Linked DNA regions of Oryctolagus cuniculus: region 2 is linked to region 1. A link is a contact called in public Micro-C data. All regions are on one chromosome and are shown on one strand. Each heading gives the region's core, a stretch centred on a gene start, on an enhancer-like site or on the middle of the called end of the contact. The rest is flanking DNA. Distances are from core to core; before and after follow the strand shown. Region 1 holds the start of CDR2 (cerebellar degeneration related protein 2). Region 2 holds the start of EEF2K (eukaryotic elongation factor 2 kinase).

Region 1 (5,664 bases), core at 1,105-3,604:
TCTCTTTCAAATAAACACTTCAAAAAAAAAAACAACTTTCTAATCAGCGCAAACATGAATTCTTCCTTTCTTCTCTTTTCTTCAATGGGTTATAACCTATCCAAGGTTGGGGAACCCCTTACCTGTCAAGGGGCATTTTGACATTTATAACATCGTTCATGGGCCATACAAAATGACCAACTTAAAAAGTAGCCTGTTGTAGATGCGTTGAGTTTTGAGGCCAGCCCGTGGTTGCCTTGGCAGAGCCCGACATTCCCCACCCCTGTGACCTATACTATTATTACTTTGATGCTCATTATTGTCCCCAAGGGTCCCTGCATTTTAGCAATATCAGTAGCAATCACATGACTTTATATTTGAGAAGGGCACAAGGGGTAGGTGTGTGGCCTAGCAGTGAAGATCCAGGTTGGGGTGGGCATCCCATTTCAAAGTACGTGGGTTCTGGGCTTGATTCCCAGCTCTTGCTGGTGACTTGAACTTCTTGCTAAAACAGATCCTGGTAGGCAGCCATGATGGCTCAAGTAATTGTGTTTCTGTCAGCCGCATGGGAGACCTGGATTGAGTTCTCAACTTCCAGTTTTGGCCCAACCGGGTCCTGGCCATCGTGAACATGTGGGAAGTGGACCCAGTGTAAGGGAGCTTGCTCTCTCTCTCAAATTTTTAAAACATTTTTAAAAGGGCACAAAATACTTCCTCATAGTTTCTGTCTGATTCTCATAACTCCATGAAGGCAAAGTGGGATCTGTCTTGTACTTTGCCAAAGGCTCCTCTGTGGTCAGAACTCTGGGTTTCCTGGTTCTAGGTTCGTAGTGTTTCTTCACTAAGCTACCTTCCTGCAGGATGGAAGAGTACAACTTCAAGCGACAGCTCCACAACAAGGAGGTTTTCCAGTCCTTGGCCAGGCTTCTCCCAAGGGCAACAGTCCAAAGCTTCAGCATGAGGCAACCTGGAGTCAAGCTTCTGCACACGGATTTGAACAAGAATGGGAGGTAGAGGGGCACTCTAGACTTTCTCACTCACATGAGTAGTTATTTAGGTAGACATTTTAGGTGAGTTTCCTTGCTCCACCGAGTCTTGATTCATTTATATGAAGTCAAAAATAGTCTGGGGATGTAGAACTCCTTCCTTACAATTCCCCTTATTTTTCATCATAGTAGTGTGTGCACCAGGGGAAAACAGTAAGATCACAGAGGGGCTGATAACACAAATCAAAGTCAACAAATCCCAACTCACCCCGCACTGCCTCCCATTTCAGCTCTGAGCTCTCTTGGGACCTGTGGCAATGATCCGTTGAATCCCCAACTTCAGGCATTCCCTATCAAGGTATCGCTGCGACGGATGAGGATGTAGCACCAGTCCCCTACTTCTCCCTTCCTCCGAACTCCTGGTCGTTACGATCTCACGTCCTAGAGACAGCTCTTCAACCTCTAACATCTCCGACCTCTTTCGGCCGCCCCCTCCCTTGACGGCTGTCCCACTGTGTAACAGACTCCGTGTTTTACCTGCACGGGGGATGCAAAAACCTTGAACCCACGAGCAGCACGGATGGTGTTAGGTCTGCGGCAAGCAGCGGGCACTGGGGCCAGGGGCAGGCCTCGCACGCCGCCCGCAGACTCAACGCGTGGTCTATGAACCTTTATAACGGAGCACGCGAAGCTGCTCCGCAATTTCCCCCGCTACGGAGACAGCTTCAGCGGCAACCGCCCCCGCCCCGGGTGCCCAGGCGATTCTGGCGCCGACCGTTCTGGAGGGAGTACAATTCCCAGCCGCTCGGAAGCGAAGGCTCGGATGTCAAGAAAAGAACGGCGAACAACTCAGAAGGCGTTGTTCTCAGCTCCCAGCTCCCGACCGACTCTCAGTCTTCGACAAAGGCGGGCTGAGCAATGGCCCTGGGGCTCGCGGCACCGTTCGCAAAGCCTCCCGCCGGCACGAAGGACGCCCCCTCGACAACCGCCCACTGCTCGGAAGCCCGAGTCCTCGCCCCTCGGACCCGCGCAACCAGTCCGCCCCTAACGGGCCGATCGGACACGCACCACAGGTGCAGGCGAGGTATCTGCCGCCTCCTCCCGAACGCACCCTCAGGAGCTACACAACACAGGCGAGGGGCGGGGCTTTCGGCCGCACCCCTTCACTTCTTCCCCGCCTCCTTTGTTCCTTCTGCAGCCGCCATTGGCTGCCTGCCCTCGGGACAGGCCGAGCCGCGAGCCTGTAGAGAGACACGATTGGACGAAGTCACTGCCACTCATCCGGCGGCCCGCTCGCCATTGGCCGACGCGCCGCCGGGGTTTTGAATCGCGTCCCCGGTCGGGGAGGGTTCTGCCAAAGTGCCACGTTGGGCCGGGTTGCGGTGTGAGGAGCCGGCCGGGCGCGCCAGCCGGGGGGCGCCGGCGCCCGGGCGCGTGCTGGGGGTGGGGGTGGTCTTTGGGCGGCACGAGGCGAGTCAACGGCTTGCGGTGCGGGCGGCGGAGGCCGGCTGGCCGGCCGGCGGCTGTACTGAGGCGGCGGCGCGTCCCACCCGAGGGCGGCTCTGGCTGAGGGCGGAGGAGCCGGGGCAGAGCCCGGGGCAGCGGCTGAGGCGGGACGGCGGCGGCGGGGGCCGCTGCCCCCGGAAGACCCCGCGGAGATGCTGGCGGAGAACCTGGTGGAGGAGTTTGAGATGAAGGAGGACGAGCCGTGGTACGACCACCAGGACCTCCAGCAAGGTGAGGGCGAGGGCGTGGGCGTCGGCGGGGCGGCTTGGCGCGAACCTTTTTTTTTTTTTTTTTTTTTTTTTTTTAAGTTGTTTTTGCTCGCGGCCGGCCCGGCAGGTGCTGGGTAGGACGCGGGCTCACCTGGCGGCGGGGCCCGCCCGTCGCGCCCGCGGGGAGCCTCGGCGCCGGGCCCACGGCCTTGCTCTAAGCCTCGCTGACGCGCGTGCTGTGCGGACTGCGCGCCCGGCACTCATTGTTTGCATGAAGTCAGTCGGTGCTCCCCGCGTCCCCCCGAGGCACGGAGGGCTGAGCCGGCGAGCCCCGCTGCAAGCGGCCGGGCCGAGAAGCCCACCGACCCCGCGGCCAGCCCCCTCTGCAAGTGCTCGCAGCGCCTTTCTGGGCCGGCCGGAGCGGGAACGGCTGCAGGCTGCGGCGAGCCCTTGGCGAATACCAGCTCTTGTTTGCTCCGCTGCATTCCCCTTGGAGAGAGGAACGTCGTCGCTGTCCCATTTTCCGGATTGGGAAAACCAAGGCTAGAACAGGTAGGAGGCTTGCCCGAAGGTGAAGTCGGGGCGCCAGTGTTTTTGGACCCGCACGCTCGGAACGAGGAGTAGTGTCACTACCCAGGCCCCGTGGCTTCCTTGCCAGCATATTAATAGCAGACACTTGCAGCTGGGGACACTGTTTCTGTGCCCTCAATACAGATGCTCATTTAATTCACGAGCCCGTTAGTATCTGACATCAGCCCTGGTAGAAGCGCATGCTGCCCGGGAAACCAGGATTCCGCTTCAAACTTCGGAGCAGACAGCCTTAACACCAATCCGGAATTTTTCCCAGGCATCTTCCATTTCTGCTATTCTGTGTAAATTTCTTTCAGCTTTAAATTTGCTGTGAAAATTTGCATAACCGTCTAGTTGAATATTAAATGGTCATGATGCTTGAGCATACTCACCATTGAACTTGGCAGAAAATGTAGACTAGAATAACTCAGAAAAGGAAAAACAAGCACCTTTTCTTCGGGAAGGTAATTTCTTAAATTAATATGCAACCATTTAAGCCACCCTTATGCTTACATAGTTCTAGTTGTTCAGCAATTGTAGTATGTATTTGCCATCATCTTCTCTGTGTTGGAAAGACAAGTTTGTCATAACACTTGAACAGACTTGTTTTTTGGTTTTTCCCATAAGAATTGATGGCCTACTTTGATACTTTCTCTAGCACTGATGAGGCAACCACCAAGCCATTGCAACATTTCCCTATAGTAATTTAAGCAGTTTGTAAAATCAGAGCTGCATCTTTTTTTTTTTCTTTTTTTTTTTTTTTGGTCTGGAGTTTAAGAAGCATGAATATTTAAGGACATAGATGTTTTTGTTTTGGTATCTCCAGCATCTAGCATAATATCCGGCCCATCATAGAAGCTGGGTTTTAATATGCGTTGAGCTGAACTGAAGCGCTCATGAAATTGCTGTTTTCATTGCTCTCTTATCAAGTGCCTTGGTCCACACTGCACCTTCCCCCGTGGCAGGGTGTCAGAAACAACCAGCTGTATTTCATTGCCCTGAGAGGCCAGTGCAACCTGTTGGGGGTTACATGTGGAAGTCTCTTTAACCTTTGATCAAAAGGTATCAGCTCTTTCAAGTTTAACAAATCTTAGAGAACCTCCGAAACTCTCCTGCCACATTGCATTTGGAATTTGTTCCATACTTTTCACAGAGCTTTTGCATCTGTTATTACAGTGGACTTTGACATAACCCTCTATGTCATAACCAGCTATGGGGGCGGGGTAGGAGTAGACAATGTGAAATTCCAACAATCCTAACTTGTGAATGGAATGTGGCCTATAAAAGAAAGAAGGCTATAGTGTGAATGAATAAAAGCTGATCTTTCCCCCTCCAATTTTGCTAAATTTTAAAAAGAATTCCTAAACTTCTAACAGATTATACAGCTTGTTCACGTATCAGAAATTCATGATGTACTCTCCGCCCAGTATCGGTCTAGGTCCCAGCCCAGGGTGCCTGTCCCCATGATAGGGTCAGCGGGTCCCTACTCTGAGGGTTCGTGTTCACTAGAGAAACTTGGAGATGCTCCCTCAGGGCCTGTGCCCACCGTGGAGCCTGGCTCATTGCAGGCCCTAGCAGATATTTGTTGCTAAGTAAACCTGGGCAGCAGGTCTGTCCCGTTAAACAGATAGATTAAGCAGGTCTCAAGGAATTGCATCACCTACAGACATCTGTTCAGTTTTTAACATCCTCACTGTTAACTTAGTGAGCAAGGCTTATTGGGAGAGAGCTGTTTAAAACAATTTAAAGAGCCTGTTCTCAAAGTCTTAAGACAAAAAATGTTTTTTCTTTAAGAACAAAAGCCATTTCCTAAAGATTTCTGGGGTGTTCTTTTTAAATTAAAATACTGAAAAATGCTAACCTCCGTAGACGCTCTTATTCATGGCTTGTTTGAAACACGCAAAGCTGTGAGCAGGCAGAAGGAGAAAACCTTTCGCTTTAATGCACACACTGTTGTCAGAGAGCTGAGGTAGGACAGTAATCTCTGTGGGCAAGATCTTTTCTGGGACAGCAGGAGCCTTCTGTGCAGGTAATGATGGTGCTTGCTTTGAAACGTGCCCCTGAGAACAAAGTGAAAAGACTTTCAGGGACTGAATTCTATTTGAGACCAGCCGCTACGGTGACTGTTTGCAATCTCAGGATTCAGGTTTCTACTATATGGATCAGCAAAGGAAATCCTAGCTTAAAGGAATCCTAAAATTTCTTTTCAGGATGAGTACATCTTCCTGATAATACAACTAATTTGCTCAGTCACTGTTTGGAGGGTCATTAGACTGACACCATCATTTTTCTGGATGTTTGTATTCAGGTTTTTGCTTCCCTAATTATAGTAGCTTTGGCAACGGGAGTTAAACAGAAGCGTCACCAGATGATGGGATTGACTCTAATAGGAAAAGCTTTCAGCCCTAATGTTA
Region 2 (5,664 bases), core at 1,489-3,988, 300 kb after region 1:
AGGGCACACAGGCCTCTGAACAACTCCATCAACAGCTGTTGGTCCCCGCTAAGGTCCGTTTCTGCCTGATCAGGCGTCCAAGGTGCAGGACAAATGTTAACCATAATTAAGTGACGAGAGACAGCTGGAGGACCGAACGGTGCCAGCAGATGATCCAAGGACTGGAAAACTCTTTTGCGAGACTGTGGAGAGGGCGATCACCTACAGAGAACTCTGCCTCCTTCCCTGGGCCACAGGGAGATGACCTAGAAAAGCCAGCCACAGTCTGGCCCTGCGTGGACACAGTCCCGTGGGTGCTTAGGGCAGGCAGCACCTGCCTCTGGCTCCAGGCTCCTGTGACAAGGTGGGGTAGCCTCCACCAAGAGAGCAACATCATTGTTCAAGGAATATTCTTGCTGCCAGCACTGTCCTGGGCCCTGAGCTCTGGGTGAACGAGATGGCATCGCCTGCCACTCCTGGCAGGGCTCAGCATCATCCGGGGAGAGACGCGTAAATGCTCATGTGTAGCCAGACCAGCTGGAGTCCCCCGTCACCACTGCTTTCAGCCTGTGCTAGAGAGGCAGATAAATGCTGGACACGAGGCCAGCATCTGTGCTGTGGCAGGTTAAGCCCTCACTGCTTAGGACATCCGCATCCCACATCAGAGCGCTGGTTCTGATCTTGGTCCAGCTCCCTGCTAATGTGCCTAGGAAGGCAGCAGGTGATGGTCCAAGTCCAAGTCCTTGGGGCCCTGCCCACAGGGGAGACCTGGATGGAGCTCCTGACTCCTGGCTTCAGCCTAGCCCAGCCCTGGTAGTTGCAGGTATTTGGGGAGTGAACCAGCAGGTGGAAGATTCACTCTCTGATATGCTGCCTTTCAAATAAAAAATCTTACAAATATAAAAATAAATGCTGGGCGCACATTCCCACATTTGCTCTGTCTGCTCCATTCTCCAGCACGGACAGTGCCTGACAGACCGTAAGGGCATGAACTCCCAGCACAGGGGCCGGTGCTGTGGTGCTGCAGCAGGTTAAGTACGGGTGCCAGCAACCCATACGCCTGGCTCCTGGCTTCCTTGTGGCCATTTGGGGAGTGAACCAGCCAATGGACGATCTCCCTCTGTCTCTCCTCTCTCTCTGTAATCTTTTGTTTTTATTTATTTATTTGAAAGGCACAGTTACAGAGAGAAGGAGAGACACTAGAGAGATCTTCTACCTACTGGTTCACTCCCCAAATGGCCACAAAGGCCAGGGCTGGGCCAGACCAAAGCCAGGAGCCAGGAGCTTCTTCCAGGTCTCCCACATGGATGCAAGAGCACAAGCACTTGGGCCATCTCACGCAGCTTTCCAAGCCACATTAGGAAGGAGGTGATCAGAAGTGGAGCAGCCAGGTCTCAAACTGATGCCCAGATGGGATGCCAGCGCTGCAGACAGCGGCTTAACCTTCTGTGCCATAGCGGTGCCCCAGTAAATAAACTTAAAAAAAAAAAAAAAAGGACTCAGAACAAACGTAATCCTTACAGCACCCACCTGTGCCCTCACTGTGCCTCCACTACAAGGAGCGGAGGCTCACACAGAGGGGACTTTCCCAAGGGCACACAGGCCCCCAAAGCTCAGACCACGGAAGTCCTATAGGGGTTTCTCGTTGCTGTGGTAATAGCTGTAGTGGCTTCAAGGGACACAAAGTACAGTCTCACAGCTGTCAGAGTCCTAGCATCAAGGTGTTGACACCCGGGCTCCTCCTGGAGGCGCTGGGGGAGAACTGGGTCGTTGCCTTTTCCGCAGCACTGCCAGGCCCGCCCGCGGTGGGGTCTCTGCTCTCAACCCCCCTCATCTCCTCCTGGAACCCCTGCCTCATCTCTTAGGAAGAGCCCTGTGACAAACACTGAGACCATGCGGCTGGCCCTGGCTGCCTTGCCCACCTGAAGATCCCCAGTCACACCTGCAGAGTCTGTTCGCCACCTAAGGTGTTTGGTGTTCTGGAAGCGTGGACGTGGGCATCTTGGGGGCCATCACGCAGCTTGCCCCGCGCATGGAGGGATGGCCTGTATCTACCCCTGGATTTCTGCTGGCTGCAAGGAAAGGAGTAACCCTACCTGAATGTGAATGAGGAAAACGTGTCCAAAAAGACTGAAAATTCCCGAGGCAGGAGGAAGGGGAGTAGAACTCGGGGGTATCCAAGGAAACCTGAATTCTATCGAATCTTTAAAAAGATTTGAAGCAAAAATGTTCACTATTCGGGATGGTGGGAAACGGAAGTCTGTTTCTGTTTTGTTGGGCTCCGTATTTGTTGCATTTTCCTACAACACACACACACACACACACCCCGAAATAACCTGCATAGAAGGACCTGGGTCCTGGGAGGCTGGGCCGTCTGAAATGGGGATGATAGAACAAAGTTCACCGGTTTTCCGGCCTGGGCCGGTGATGGCAAGAGCAGGGGCCAGCCCAGGAGGCCACACAGGGCAGTAGGGGCGACTGCACATCAGAGCTGCAAACCCAGGCCCAGCCAGGAGGGAGCGGCAGCGCGGCACTGCCCCCAGGTGGCCTCACGCGGTATTACGCCCATGGAAAATGCAAAAATTCAAACCCAAACGCACCTGCGAGTAAGACTGAACCATTAGGAACTCTTCTTTCGTTCCTAACGGTGTTCTTACTGACTTACTGCTGCTGATCACGAAACAACTGTGTTTCCAAAACGCCGCGGGAAGCTGAGGCCTTAGAGAGCCCGGCCCTGCCTTGGGCATGCGCACACCTGCAGGGGCGGGGCTTGCTGAGCGCGAGACGTGCGCGTCATCGGACTAATATAGGCTGAGCAGCAGCATCACCAACTGGGCGGTAGCGTGGCCGAGTGGTCTAAGGCGCTGGATTTAGGCTCCAGTCATTTCGATGGCGTGGGTTCGAATCCCACCGCTGCCACACCCGGAAGGGCATATGTTTTTTTCCACATTCCCTCCCTTTATTCTTTCCTGACTCAAGAAATTTTTTGAACTGGGTAGGGAGAGGAGAAAAAACAACAAACTTGGCAGTGAAGGCCCAGGACACAAACGTCTCACGTGCCACCCCTGCCTACTTGAGACAAAGCAAGAACTTCTCCCTACTTCCTGGGAAAACCGTCTAGGGTACCCTGAAAAGATCCCAGCAGTTTGCCTGGGTCTTTAACGCCTCCAGGCCTGGGGTTCTATACCTCCCAAGGAGCAAGGTTGTCGGTGGGGTGATTATAATCGCCACCTGATTAGGGAGGGCTCTTTCCGGCTAGCTCTGTGTCCTTGCGACGGCTCTGGCTGACTCCATAGATCCCTGTTGGTAGAAAAAGTTGTCCGGCGACACAGAGCTTGGGGAACAAGCCTGGGTGTCAGCCTTGAGGTCTCAGCTGATTCACCTCCAACTTGGCCTTCAGGCTTGGCTTAGGGGGTCCCTCATTTGTTCATGCAACAACTATGCCTGAAGAGTCTACCATGTGCCAGAAACCCAACTAGTCCTACGATGGGTAAGGCAGACATGTCTGTGGACCTGCAGAGTTTGTTATAACCTGGCTAGCTGGAACCTGAAACTGGCAAGAGGAGCCACGGGAAAGTGACGGGGTGGGGGGCATTTCTGAGAAGTAGGACCTCCTAGAGGCAGATCAGAGCTTGGTGAGAGAGACCAGGCGGCCGAGGAGGGATTTGGGTCCGCTGGACAGGGGGCAAGCGGTTGCAGGCGGACGAGTGCCAAGCTGAGCTCCTGAACTTGATCCTGAGGGCTACGGGCAACCACGGAAGAGTTTTAAGCCACAAAGTGGCAGATTCCAGCTTGGGACACAGGCAGCTCCCCTCGGAGACAGGAGGTGGTCTTCAAAGCCTACTGCAGGGTGGACATATGCAGGACGCGGAGCACGTGGGGCCTAGGGAGGGTTCCGAGGTGGACCCGACGGAAGTGGGCGATGAGGATGTTGTAAAGAGAGGGAAATGCCCAGGTGCCGGGCTTGGGTCGCTGGAGAGCTGGCCGTGCCTGTCTTCTCCGTGGGAGGAAACACAGGACCCACAGGGAGCAGGTTTGTGGGAAAGCGGATGAGGTCAGTCAGAGTCAGAGCGAGTTTAAGATGCTTGTGGGCCGTGGAGTTAAGTATGGGGTTGGACGTGGAAGTCTGGAGGCCAAGAGAGCATTCTGAGAAAATAACACTGGAGACTGAGGCCATGGGAATGGATGACGTCACCCAGAAAAGGCTGAGAGAGGAAGAGAGGCCAAGACAGGGCCCCGAGGACCATAATCTTGACGGGACAGCAATGGAAGAGGAGCCAGCAAAAGAGACAGGGGGGACCTGGCCGGCGTCCTCTGTGGTAACCAGGTGTGGCGTCCAAGAGGGAGTAGCCGGCTAGGCTGAGTGCTGTTCAGAGGTGAGAAAGACAAAATCATCACCTGGGTTTATGATTTCTGGGCAGGGCTATTAATGGCCTTGATTAAAGTCATTTTGGAATGGGTTCAAGAGAAGAAATGAAAACGTATAGGGTCAGGCACCCAGTGCATCTGTTAAGATGCCACTTGGCACACCTGCATCCTATACCAGAGTGCCTGGGTTCAAATCCCGGCTTTGTTTCCGATTCCCAGCTTCTTGCTAACATGCACTCCGGGAGGCAGCAGGTGATGGCTGGAGTCTTCAGATCCCTGCCACCCACAGGGGAGACTCCGGCTGAGTTCTGAGCTCCTGGCTTTGGCCTGGCCCAGCTCTGGCTATTGCAGGCATTTGGCCTGAAATAACCAGCAGATGGAAGATCTCCCAGCCTGTCTCTCTGCCTTTTCAAATACAACTGAAAATAATTTTTAAAAATTTAATGATCAACTCCTTTTTTTTTTTTTTTTTTTTTTTTTGACAGGCAGAGTGCATAGTGAGAGAGAGAGACAGAGAGAAAGGTCTTCCTTTTGCTGTTGGTTCACCCTCCAATGGTTGCCACGGCTGGTGCGCTGCTCCGAAGGCAGGAGCCAGGTGCTTCTCCTGGTCTCCCATGGGGTGCAGGGCCCAAGCACTTGGGCCATCTTCCACTGCCTTCCCAGCCCACAGCAGAGAGCTGGCCTGGAAGAGGGGCAACCGGGACAGAATCCGGCGCCCCAACCGGGACTAGAACCCTGTGTGCAGGCGCCGCTAGGTGGAGGATTAGCCTAGTGAACCGCGGAGCCGGCCATGATCAACTCTTAAAAATAAAGAAATGTAAGTACTGACAGCCCATCACAGCACTGGATTGAGGGTGTGTTTGGTAGCGGGCGTGGGGTGTACAGCTGGGAATAGCTACAGTGCCCACAAGGGAAAGCGGACAGGGTCCCGATGGCCCATTCTGCTTGTTGCCTCGGGCTGCCCACTGTCCCTGCATTCGTGATGTTCTGCCTGGGACCTCCTCCTAGATGGCCTCCCAGAACCTCCTAGTTATTCAGGCAGCTTCCATGGAGGGGGAGGGAGAGGGGGAGGGGGAGTTTGCGGGGTAGAGGCGCCACTTCCTTTCTGAAAGGGAAGAGGGCTTGTTTGGCCTAGTGACCCATGCCGCCCTCATCCCCAGGCAGTTTCAGGAAACATGCTGAAAACCAAGAACCCGCTCTCGGACTGAGGATTCAAAGGCTGAGGGTGGGCCAAAGACAAGAGATCTGGATGGTGATGTGAACAGGGAGAGTCTCATCTTGCCTTCAGATTTCTCAGGATCAGCAGAGAGAGGAAAG

The links. A called contact is a pair of places that touch in the nucleus more often than the background predicts.
Region 2: a Micro-C map of ear pinna shows a contact between it and region 1, with 5 times the contacts expected there. The contact joins the promoter of EEF2K here to the promoter of CDR2 in region 1. A contact is called at or near these places in 2 of 6 Hi-C or Micro-C datasets (ear pinna and an unstated tissue).

Annotation. Positions count from the first base shown.
Region 1 is chr19:16,871,549-16,877,212 of mOryCun1.1, forward strand. CDR2 (cerebellar degeneration related protein 2) reads left to right here and starts at 2,355. Exons shown (of 4, transcript XM_070064585.1): 1 at 2,355-2,702. It overlaps LOC108176787 (transmembrane protein 180), which reads right to left and starts at 2,026. Exons shown (of 7, transcript XM_051847901.2): 1 at 1,234-2,026.
Region 2 is chr19:17,167,341-17,173,004 of mOryCun1.1, forward strand. EEF2K (eukaryotic elongation factor 2 kinase) reads right to left here and starts at 2,739. Exons shown (of 19, transcript XM_070064605.1): 1 at 2,580-2,739. It overlaps TRNAL-UAG (transfer RNA leucine (anticodon UAG)), which reads left to right and starts at 2,817; the gene lies at 2,817-2,898.